Linked DNA regions of Mus musculus: all the other regions are linked to region 1. A link is a contact called in public HiChIP or PLAC-seq data. All regions are on one chromosome and are shown on one strand. The core of a region is the stretch at or near the end of the contact, and the rest is flanking DNA. Distances in the headings are between cores, read along the strand shown.

Evidence for each region. HiChIP or PLAC-seq counts read pairs in DNA pulled down with a chosen protein or histone mark.
Region 2: an HNF4G HiChIP or PLAC-seq map of pancreatic cancer cells shows a contact between it and region 1. The contact joins two enhancer-like sites. A contact is called at or near these places in 3 of 39 promoter capture datasets (embryonic stem cells, maxillary cranial neural crest and pre-B cells) and 1 of 115 datasets of contacts at active chromatin or transcription factors (pancreatic cancer cells).
Region 3: a FOXA1 HiChIP or PLAC-seq map of pancreatic cancer cells shows a contact between it and region 1. The contact joins two enhancer-like sites. A contact is called at or near these places in 1 of 39 promoter capture datasets (liver), 1 of 484 Hi-C or Micro-C datasets (CD4 T cells) and 1 of 115 datasets of contacts at active chromatin or transcription factors (pancreatic cancer cells).

The regions. Positions count from the first base shown.
Region 1 is chr10:43,603,216-43,605,915 of GRCm38.p6, reverse strand. It overlaps F930017D23Rik (RIKEN cDNA F930017D23 gene), which reads right to left. Exons shown (of 3, transcript NR_033558.1): 2 at 1,398-1,569. Among named protein-coding and RNA genes, the nearest start is that of F930017D23Rik, 11 kb to the right of the region's middle. Within about 2 kb of position 1,390, at least 27 of the 459 cell types and tissues checked have an H3K27ac peak or open chromatin away from gene starts, as enhancers often do. A contact at or near this core is called in pancreatic cancer cells, where this site is marked.
Region 2 is chr10:43,976,218-43,978,923 of GRCm38.p6, reverse strand. Crybg1 (crystallin beta-gamma domain containing 1) reads left to right here. Exons shown (of 22, transcript NM_001368305.1): 10 at 2,091-2,126. The region is part of intron 3 of Gm40636 (a long non-coding RNA gene); the gene reads right to left. Among named protein-coding and RNA genes, the nearest start is that of Gm40636, 9.3 kb to the right of the region's middle. Within about 2 kb of position 1,368, at least 53 of the 459 cell types and tissues checked have an H3K27ac peak or open chromatin away from gene starts, as enhancers often do. A contact at or near this core is called in pancreatic cancer cells, where this site is marked.
Region 3 is chr10:44,110,721-44,113,693 of GRCm38.p6, reverse strand. All of the region lies in intron 1 of Crybg1 (crystallin beta-gamma domain containing 1), which reads left to right. Among named protein-coding and RNA genes, the nearest start is that of Crybg1, 37 kb to the left of the region's middle. Within about 2 kb of position 1,548, at least 47 of the 459 cell types and tissues checked have an H3K27ac peak or open chromatin away from gene starts, as enhancers often do. A contact at or near this core is called in pancreatic cancer cells, where this site is marked.

The sequences.
Region 1 (2,700 bases), core at 141-2,640:
AAAAGTAAAACTGCCTCCAAATTCTATCCAGAGTTTTGAAAGAGGGCTCTGCTGCTCAGGTCCCCGTGTGTGTGATAGTAAGATAGCAGGGGACCTGGCAGTCATGTGTCTGCTATGAGAAGGAAGGTACCATGCAGATCCAGAGGAGGCTGGTCAGAAGCTGGCAGCCGAAGTCACAGCCCTGTCCTTCAGCCTGTTTTCCTTCAGTCTTTTCTTTCTCTCTCTCTTTCTTTCTTTCTTTCTTTCTTTCTTTCTTTCTTTCTTTCTTTTTTTTTTTTTTTTTTTTTTGAGACAGGGTTTCTCTGTGTAGCACTGGCTGTCCTGGAACTCACTCTGTAGACCAGGCTGGCCTCGAACTCAGAAATCCGCCTGTTTCTGCCTCCCAAGTGCTGGGATTAAAGGCACGCACCACCACGCCCCGGCCTTCAGCCTTTTCTAGCCCAGTAACTGGAACACTTCTGACTAAGGCAATGAGATACTGACTCCCCAAAGAGTTCAGAGTGGTCTTCTGAGCTGTAACCTCCTGCAGAGGCCCCTACACCAGTCAGACTCAGCCTGGAACCCTGCATCCAGCACGTGTTATTGGCAGACCCTCTTTAAGTTTATTCTGCCCAGCCTGTCATGAGCATCAGCAGAGTGAGCTTGTGCACCGTTCCTGCCACTGTGCCAGGCCCAGAACTGTAGTCCATCTTCTTGGCCTTCATGTGTATCCCACGGGAGCTCATCAAATGTAGTCTAGAGCTTGCTTCATTCCCTAGAAAGAAAGTGCTGTTTCTTAGCTAGCTATGTGCTTTGCTCTGCTTCATGTTAACTGCAAACTTCAGAAACAGTCGGAATTTTTATGGGATTTATTGCTCTGAGGTTGGAGTTTAAACCACTAGTCATGATATGGCTATGAATGGTTGAATTCTGACACATAAGTGTATACATAAACCATAACGACCCATGTCTATTAATAGAAAGTAAATGAGACATCCAGAAATCTTGTAGTCTCAGAGACGGCAAAGCCTAACGTTAGAGCCTTGTTCGCTTAAGTGAACTGGAGCCAGATACCTCTGGGCCTCAGGAATCTCTCCTCCAGGAAGGAATGCCATGGTCTCCTGGAGACACTCACCAAGAAGCCCAAAGAGTAAGGCAGATTGCGTTGGATGCCGGAGGCGGCAGTCGGGTAAGGCCCTGCTGTGGCAGGCAGGTAAGGCCAAGTCAGGATTATACAGCCTTATTTCCTCTCTCCTTCAAGCATAGGTTTGTTTTCAAAGTTTTAACTGTGCTAAAAGGTCAGGCTGCATTTGCAAAACAAAATATTAAAATGAGTCATATATTCAAGTGGCCAGAGGACTGTGTACAGCATGGGCTTGGGATGCGGGGTGGAGGGCAGGGAGTCATAGCTGACTGACCTTAAGCAAGCATCTCAGCCCTGACATGGGCACTGCAAGCAAGAGCTTGTGGAAAGTTGGAGGTGGTAGCTCTCGTCCCCTGTCACTTGAGCATCTGATCAAAGCAATGTCCAGCTTCCATCTGCCGTGGCTTCCGTCTCATGACTGCTCCTCAGTCCAGCCACTGGGTTTTCTAGAAAAGCAGAGTAAGGAAAGTTCCAACAGCAATAAATACACAACAAAGAATACCCTTTGCTGGGGTGGGTGTGGGTGTGTGGGTGTGTGTGTGTGTGTGTGGTATGTGTGTGTGCATGTATGTGTATGGTGTGTGTGTGTCTGTGTGTGTGTGTATGTGTATGGTGTATGGGATATGTATCTCTGTGTGTGTCTGTATGGTATGTGGCATGGTATGTGTGTGTGTGTGTGTGTGTGTGTGTGTGTGTGTGTGCATGTGTTGTGGTGTGTGGTGTGTATGTATGCATGTATGGTATGTGTATATGTGTGTGGTGTGTGTATCTGTGTATGTGGTGTGTGTGGGATGTGTGTATCTGTATGTGTGTCTGTGTGGTTTGTGGTATGATGTCTGTGTGGGGGTATGAGTGGGTGTGGTATGTGTATGTAATATGAGGGGGTGAGTGTGTGTGTATGTGATGTATGTGTGTGTGTGTGTGGTATGTGAGGTGTGTGTGGGGTGTGTGTGTGGTATATGTATGTGATGTGTGGTGTATGGTGTGTGTGTGGTGTGTCTGTATGTCATGTGTGTATGGTATGTAGGTGTGTGTGTGTTGTGTGTGTATGTCGTGTGTGTATGTCATGTGTGTATGATATGTATGTATGTGTGTGCGATGCATTGCATGCATGTTGTGCATGTGTGGTGTGTGATATGTGGGGTGTTTGTGTGTGTGTATGTGTGTGTGGTGTGTGTCTGTGTGTGTACACAAAAATGTGCCTATCAGTTTCAGGCCAAAGTCACTGGCAAGCACTCTCTACTCAATACTTGCTCTCTAGCCTTAATTTAAAAGATTTGTTTTCCCAAAACCTGGAGTGATTGGTAGGTCATGGAATATAACCATCAATAAAAGAAAATAAGCCATTGGCTGAAAGTCCAAAGACAAAGTACCTGGTTGGTCAAAAGTCTAATAAGGATGCTCTTCCCCCTCTGGAGGCTCCACCTCCACAATCTGACTAACTGCATCCCAATGATCCAGTCTCTTGCCGCCATGCCTGGCAAACATTTTTATGTGGAGTCATTTATAAAGGAGAAAAGAAAAAGAGCAGAGCCCTTAGAGTATCAAATGTAATGTAAGGTCAATTACAAACGCAA
Region 2 (2,706 bases), core at 119-2,618, 370 kb before region 1:
AGGCAACTCTTATAAAGACATTTCATTGGGGCTGGCTTACAGGTTCAGACATACAGTCCAGTATCATCAAGGCAGGAGCATGGCAGCATCCAAGCAAGGCAGACAGGCATGGTGCAGACAGAGCTGAGAGCTCTACATCTTCATCTGGAGGCTGCTAGCAGAATACTGGCTTCCAGGCAGCTAGGGTGAGGGTCTTAAAGCAGACTTCCACAGTGACACACCTACTCCAACAGGGCCACACCTTCTGATAGTGCCACTCTCTGTGCCAAGCGTATACAAACCACCACACTCATCCTCCTTACCTGGAGCCTGTGCTTCCAGTTCCTTGCCCCACCCCTACCCCCGTCCCTGGTCCCTGGCTGCTCTGTTGGGATGAAGGTTTAGGTGGGATGAGTCTACCACACTAGGCTCTGATGTGGGCCACTTGATGCTAGGTGCTCACTGAACACCAGGGTGAAGCTTCTGCTATGAACTTGCTTGTGAAAGTCCACACTGCAGTATCTTCAGAGGCAGCCCGAGGAGACAGATTAGAAAGTTAGACACGCCTGATTTGGTTATCTGCAGATCAATGCAGGTGACTTGAGGCCCTTTTTTTTTTTTTTTTTAAATTAAATCCACTTTCAAAGTTCCCAGTTTTATTAGTTTTGGTAATGTATGACAGAGTTATTTCAAGCTTAAAAATCAATGTGATGGATGGTTTTAAAACTGAGGCTTATTGAGCACCTCCCCCCAAAGATTATTTTTTTCTTAAAGATTTTTTATGTATTTTATGTATGCAAGTGCTCTGTTTTCATGCACACCAAAAGAGGGCATTGGATCCCATTACAGATGGTTATGAGCCACCAATGTAGTTAATAGAATTGAACTCAGGACCTCTGGAAGAGCAACCAGTGCTCTTAACCACTGAGCCATTTCTCCAGCCCTCAAAGACTATATTTTAGGCAGGCACTCCCTTGGTTGTATAAGGGCTAGCTTGCTGGTTGAGCTAGCCTATTTATGGTTTCAGTTTATTTGGGCCATTTGAGGATTTTGGCTGCAGCTTTTAAGCTCACAAAAACACATCGAGGGAAATCTCTCAGTTTATCAACCACTGACTTCTGCCTGTTCAGTATTTTTAGGCAACACTCTCCTCTCTAATTCTAGTTTTGTTTTGTTTTTTACTTAAAAACAACAACAACAACCCCACTCTTTTAATACAAAAGTGTAATGATGCCATCTTTTGAGAGGTTTTCACTGTTATCTAATAGTTCTTATTATTTCCTGCTGTGTGAACTTTAACACTTTTGTAGGCTATGGGTTGCTAAGTCAGATGCCTCCCAGGGCCAGGCAGGAAATACAAAGGGCGAGGCTGCTGGGAGTGGAATCAGAGGGAGCAGTGGAATGTGGGCCAAGACCATGGCCTGGGAAGGACCGCCCATGCTGGATTGCCTGGGCAGAAGGTAGAACTCACTTCCTGTGAGATGTTATCAAACCTAAGGGTTATTTAGCGAGAGAAATAAGAGGAAGAAGTCTTAGTAGGTTGGGGCAGGATGATCCCAAGTTTGAGGCTAGCCTGGTCTTCCTGGTGTGTGAGACCCTGTCTCAAAAGAACAAGAAGCACATAGCACTGACTCTTGGGATACAAATTAAAATTGTATAAGAAAATTTCCTAGTTAAAAAACAATACAGAGCAAAATAAACCAAGGGGCCTGGTTGTAGCTCTGGGGTGGAGTGCTTGGCCAGCATTGCAAGGCCCTGGGTCTGACTTCTCTGCACTCAAACAAACAAACAAACAAACAAACAAACAAAACAAAGACAAAGACAAAGACAAAAACAAAAACAAAAACAAAAACAAAAACAAAAACAAAAACAACAGAACAGAACAGAAGCACACAGTAGCTGTGCATGTCCAGTACGTCTCTGCTGTAGATGGTCTTGTGTCCTCATTTCAGTTTGATAATTTTGGCATCATCTTATATAAATTAAAACAAACCATAAAGTAACCAATCACACTGTGTGCTTCACCTACTGTAACTACTGTGATAATACTGAACACTCTCAGTGGAAACTGAGTTTTTTACTATGCTGTTTTTTGTTTTGTTTTGTTTTAGGGTGGCCGTAAAGTTGAATTCCCTACAGATCCAAAGGTAAGAAGGAGAGGGGAGAGAGAGAGAGAGAGAGAGAGAGAGAGAGAGAGAGAGAGAGAGAGAGAGAGAGAGAGAATATAAGTGGGTGTGCATCCAGAAGTGAGGGGGTAGGGAAGAGAGAAATTATTCTGCGATCTTTAAGTATATGATGCTAATGTGACTTCACCACTAAGTCTTCCTCCCACTAAACTTCAGGAAAAGGCTAATGGCACCGGTTATCTTAGCATGGCCTCCAAGGTTCACTGTTCTATTAACTTTACCATTCCTGGTTGGATTTGCTAATTGATGAGCCCATTGCTGGCAACAGAAGAGAGCTTTTAAGCTTTTCAGCTTGTTTGGGGGAGATTGAGCTCAGCCTTTGCCTGCTGAGCTGTGAGTCCAGCTCCATCCCCCAGCTCTTCCTGCAGAGCCATGAGTCCAGCTCCATCCCCCAGCTCTCCCTGCTGAGCCATGAGTCCAGCTCCATCCCCCAGCTCTCCCTGCTGAACCATAAGTCCAGCTCCATCCCCCAGCTCTCCCTGCTGAACCATAAGTCCAGCTCCATCCCCCAGCTCTTCCTGCAGAGCCATGAGTCCAGCTC
Region 3 (2,973 bases), core at 299-2,798, 510 kb before region 1:
TGGGTGCTACCAGGTCAGGCCACAGTTCAATAGCATTAATTATAGTCACCGTGCTGTGAGAATTCTCCAGAATTGCTCCTTCCTGCATAATTGAAATGGTTTTCTTTTTACAAGAAGCACAGGTATACATGTAAAGAGAGTTGAGAATCACTCTTGTGGAATCTGATTCGAATGATGCAAACATCAAAGAAAATACCAAAGGCTGTGAGGGTTGGGCATTTCTAATGCACCTGATCCAGTCCAGTGTTTGTTCAGTAAGCCTGAGTCTTATCCCTCTCATCTCTGATAAAGGAGAGGGTGGCATCAGGGAACACTGTTCCACAGTGGGCACATTGTGCCTTTCTGAGATGGTTCGGGGTCAGTGGAAGGCTACTGCCAAGTCTGCCACCCTGAGAGCAGTGGGTGGGTCACCGGGCAGTGATCTCTGCATTAGAAACATTTCTAACGAAGGATTAGCCGAGATTAAGTATAATAGTCACCCACACCCCGCCGGATTCCAGGGAGTCCAGTCCTAACCCTTTGCTGTCCTCATGTGGGAATTTGAGCTGCTGCATCTGTCAGGGAGACCTTTGCGATACCGATGTCTCCCTGAAGTGTGTGATCTGGGCTTAGCTTAGCTTGCCAGGAAGCACTGAGTCTGAGTATGACACACACTTCTTTTTCAGGTTTCTTCCTTCGGGGAGCTGTGAAGTCATGATAGAGGCTAGACGCTTGCCTTGCTCACTTTTGAAGGTTTTCAGGCCCCAGACATGGCAGGCATTTGAACAATCCAACAAACTGAACACCCAGTGAATTCCAAAGCTACTTCAAGCACTGATAACAAAAGATACAGGGTGTGTGTGTATCCATTAGAACTGCTATAGTTCAATATAATTGAATTTCAGTGACTTCTGCTGGGTGACCTTTTCCCCTAAGCCACCTTGTTGGTATGATGGTGCTGGGGACTGAACGTAGGGCTTTGAACATTGGAAGCAGGTGCTCTCCCGTGCTCTCCCACTGACCCACACCTGTCTCGACCTTGTATTTTTTCCTTTTTCTTCTTCCACTTCTCAGTTATTACCAGTTCAGTGTTACATCTATGAACTCTTGTTGGTTTGCTCTAAGCAAAGTCAACCATATTTTTTCAGACCTTTGGCATCCATCTAACACAACTCCTGTGAGACCCAGAACACAAACAGCTTTAAGAAGGCTGCCAGCTAACCCTCATGCCTGGCTTCACATCGTACACACCTCCAAAAGACCGGCCAAGCGAGTAACTGAAGACTAGATGAAGCATGCTTTTACTGGCTTTTACACTTAGGAACGGTACTTCAACTTATCGTGAAATCTTCCCTGGGAAGAATTTCCCCTAGAGGAACAATTTATTGTGCATGGTAGAAGAGACCATCGATTCATATTCAATCGAAAGCGCCCAGGTTACTGCCAGCCAGAGTCGGTAGAGGCATTTCAAAATGACTGAAGAAATCCAATGACTCACCTCACTACTTCCTGTCAACGTTTCTTCACCCAGGGAAAACCTTTTGGTCAGCACTACGGTAGTTTTGTGTATAGGAGAGCCTGGTGTGAGTCACTAGGTCAGACACTGTAGCTGTGTTTGCAGTGGGATTACAAGGAATCTCAGCTTGCAGGTTGTGATTATATAAATTAGCATTCAGCGTGTGCTTTTCTTTCTGACTTTCTAAGAGAGAAAAGAACCCACTATTGCTTTTCTATTGATTCTGTGCTGTTATCTCTTCGCCATCACACATATAGAATTTAAAGAGTAGGCTGGATCCTTAGTGGTTATGTGTACACTTCCAGAGAACTTGGGTCCAATTCCCAACACCCACAGGTGGCTAACAACCATCTGTAATTCCAGTTCCAGGAGAGCTAATGCCTTCTTCTGGCCTCCACAGGCACTGTATGCACACAGTGCACATAACATATATGTAAGCAAAATGTTCATATATGTAAAATAAAGGCCTCCCTTTAAAAAAGTATATAAATGCTACATTGGATGGATGGCTTAAAGCCAATATACAAAAGCTATGGGTGTAGCTCACTTAGAGAGCACATGTCTGGCCTGTGCAAGGCCCTACAAGCCTTGTTCTTATACTACAAGCCGAACAACAGGTGGGAAACAGAGATCTGTGGGGATTCTAAGGACTTGACCAAGATAATGTACGATGGGATGTCGAGTGCGGAAAGCACAGTCAGCTTGCTGAAGGGCACGTGGGAGCCCTATCAGAAGAGGACTCAGGCCCAGGTTTGCAAGATTCCATCTTCAGCCTCTCTAATCAGCACCTTTGACAAGTCGGGGCTTGGCGGCTTTGTTGATGTAATCTCTATTTTATATATCTGGAAACTGAAGCAGGGAGGTGGCTCCTTGCAAGGTGAGAAGCCAAGGGAGACTGGTAAGGGCCAGATTCCAGCCCTCCTTATCGCCAGCCTGCTGCTCTTCCCACTGTGTTATTCCATTTTGTACACACAATGAAAAAGGACTTGGGGTTACGGGGTGATTGCGCACCCCCGTATGTTGGCTTTCCTGTGCTAGAGCTGCAACTGATCTGTTGCTAACAGCGCTCCACCGCCTGAGCGCTAAGAATGAAAATTCTGGTGTACAAATTGCCTCTTCAGCAATCTCCTGCCCAGTGTTTCTTAAAGGTGCAGTTGTGCATGAACAGCCAACCTCTGTTACAAAATATTGTGTTTGCAACTGTGGGAATGAAAATAAAGGAAGGGCATTCATCATAAAAATAGTAAGTTCCAAGAGACTGATTTTAATCTTAAGAACGAAGTAAAAAAGATTGTTGATAAGTGTGGTTAATGAGTAGTGTACAAACCAGGAAAACATTTCTGCCTGCTAGAATAAGGCAGTAAAATCCATTGCAAACTTGTGTCCTACCTGAAGCTGGTGAGCTTGCAGAGGGAGTTAGCTCTGAGGGCTGTAACAAAATGTTCACTAAATATTGATTTTTTTTTAACATGAGCAAA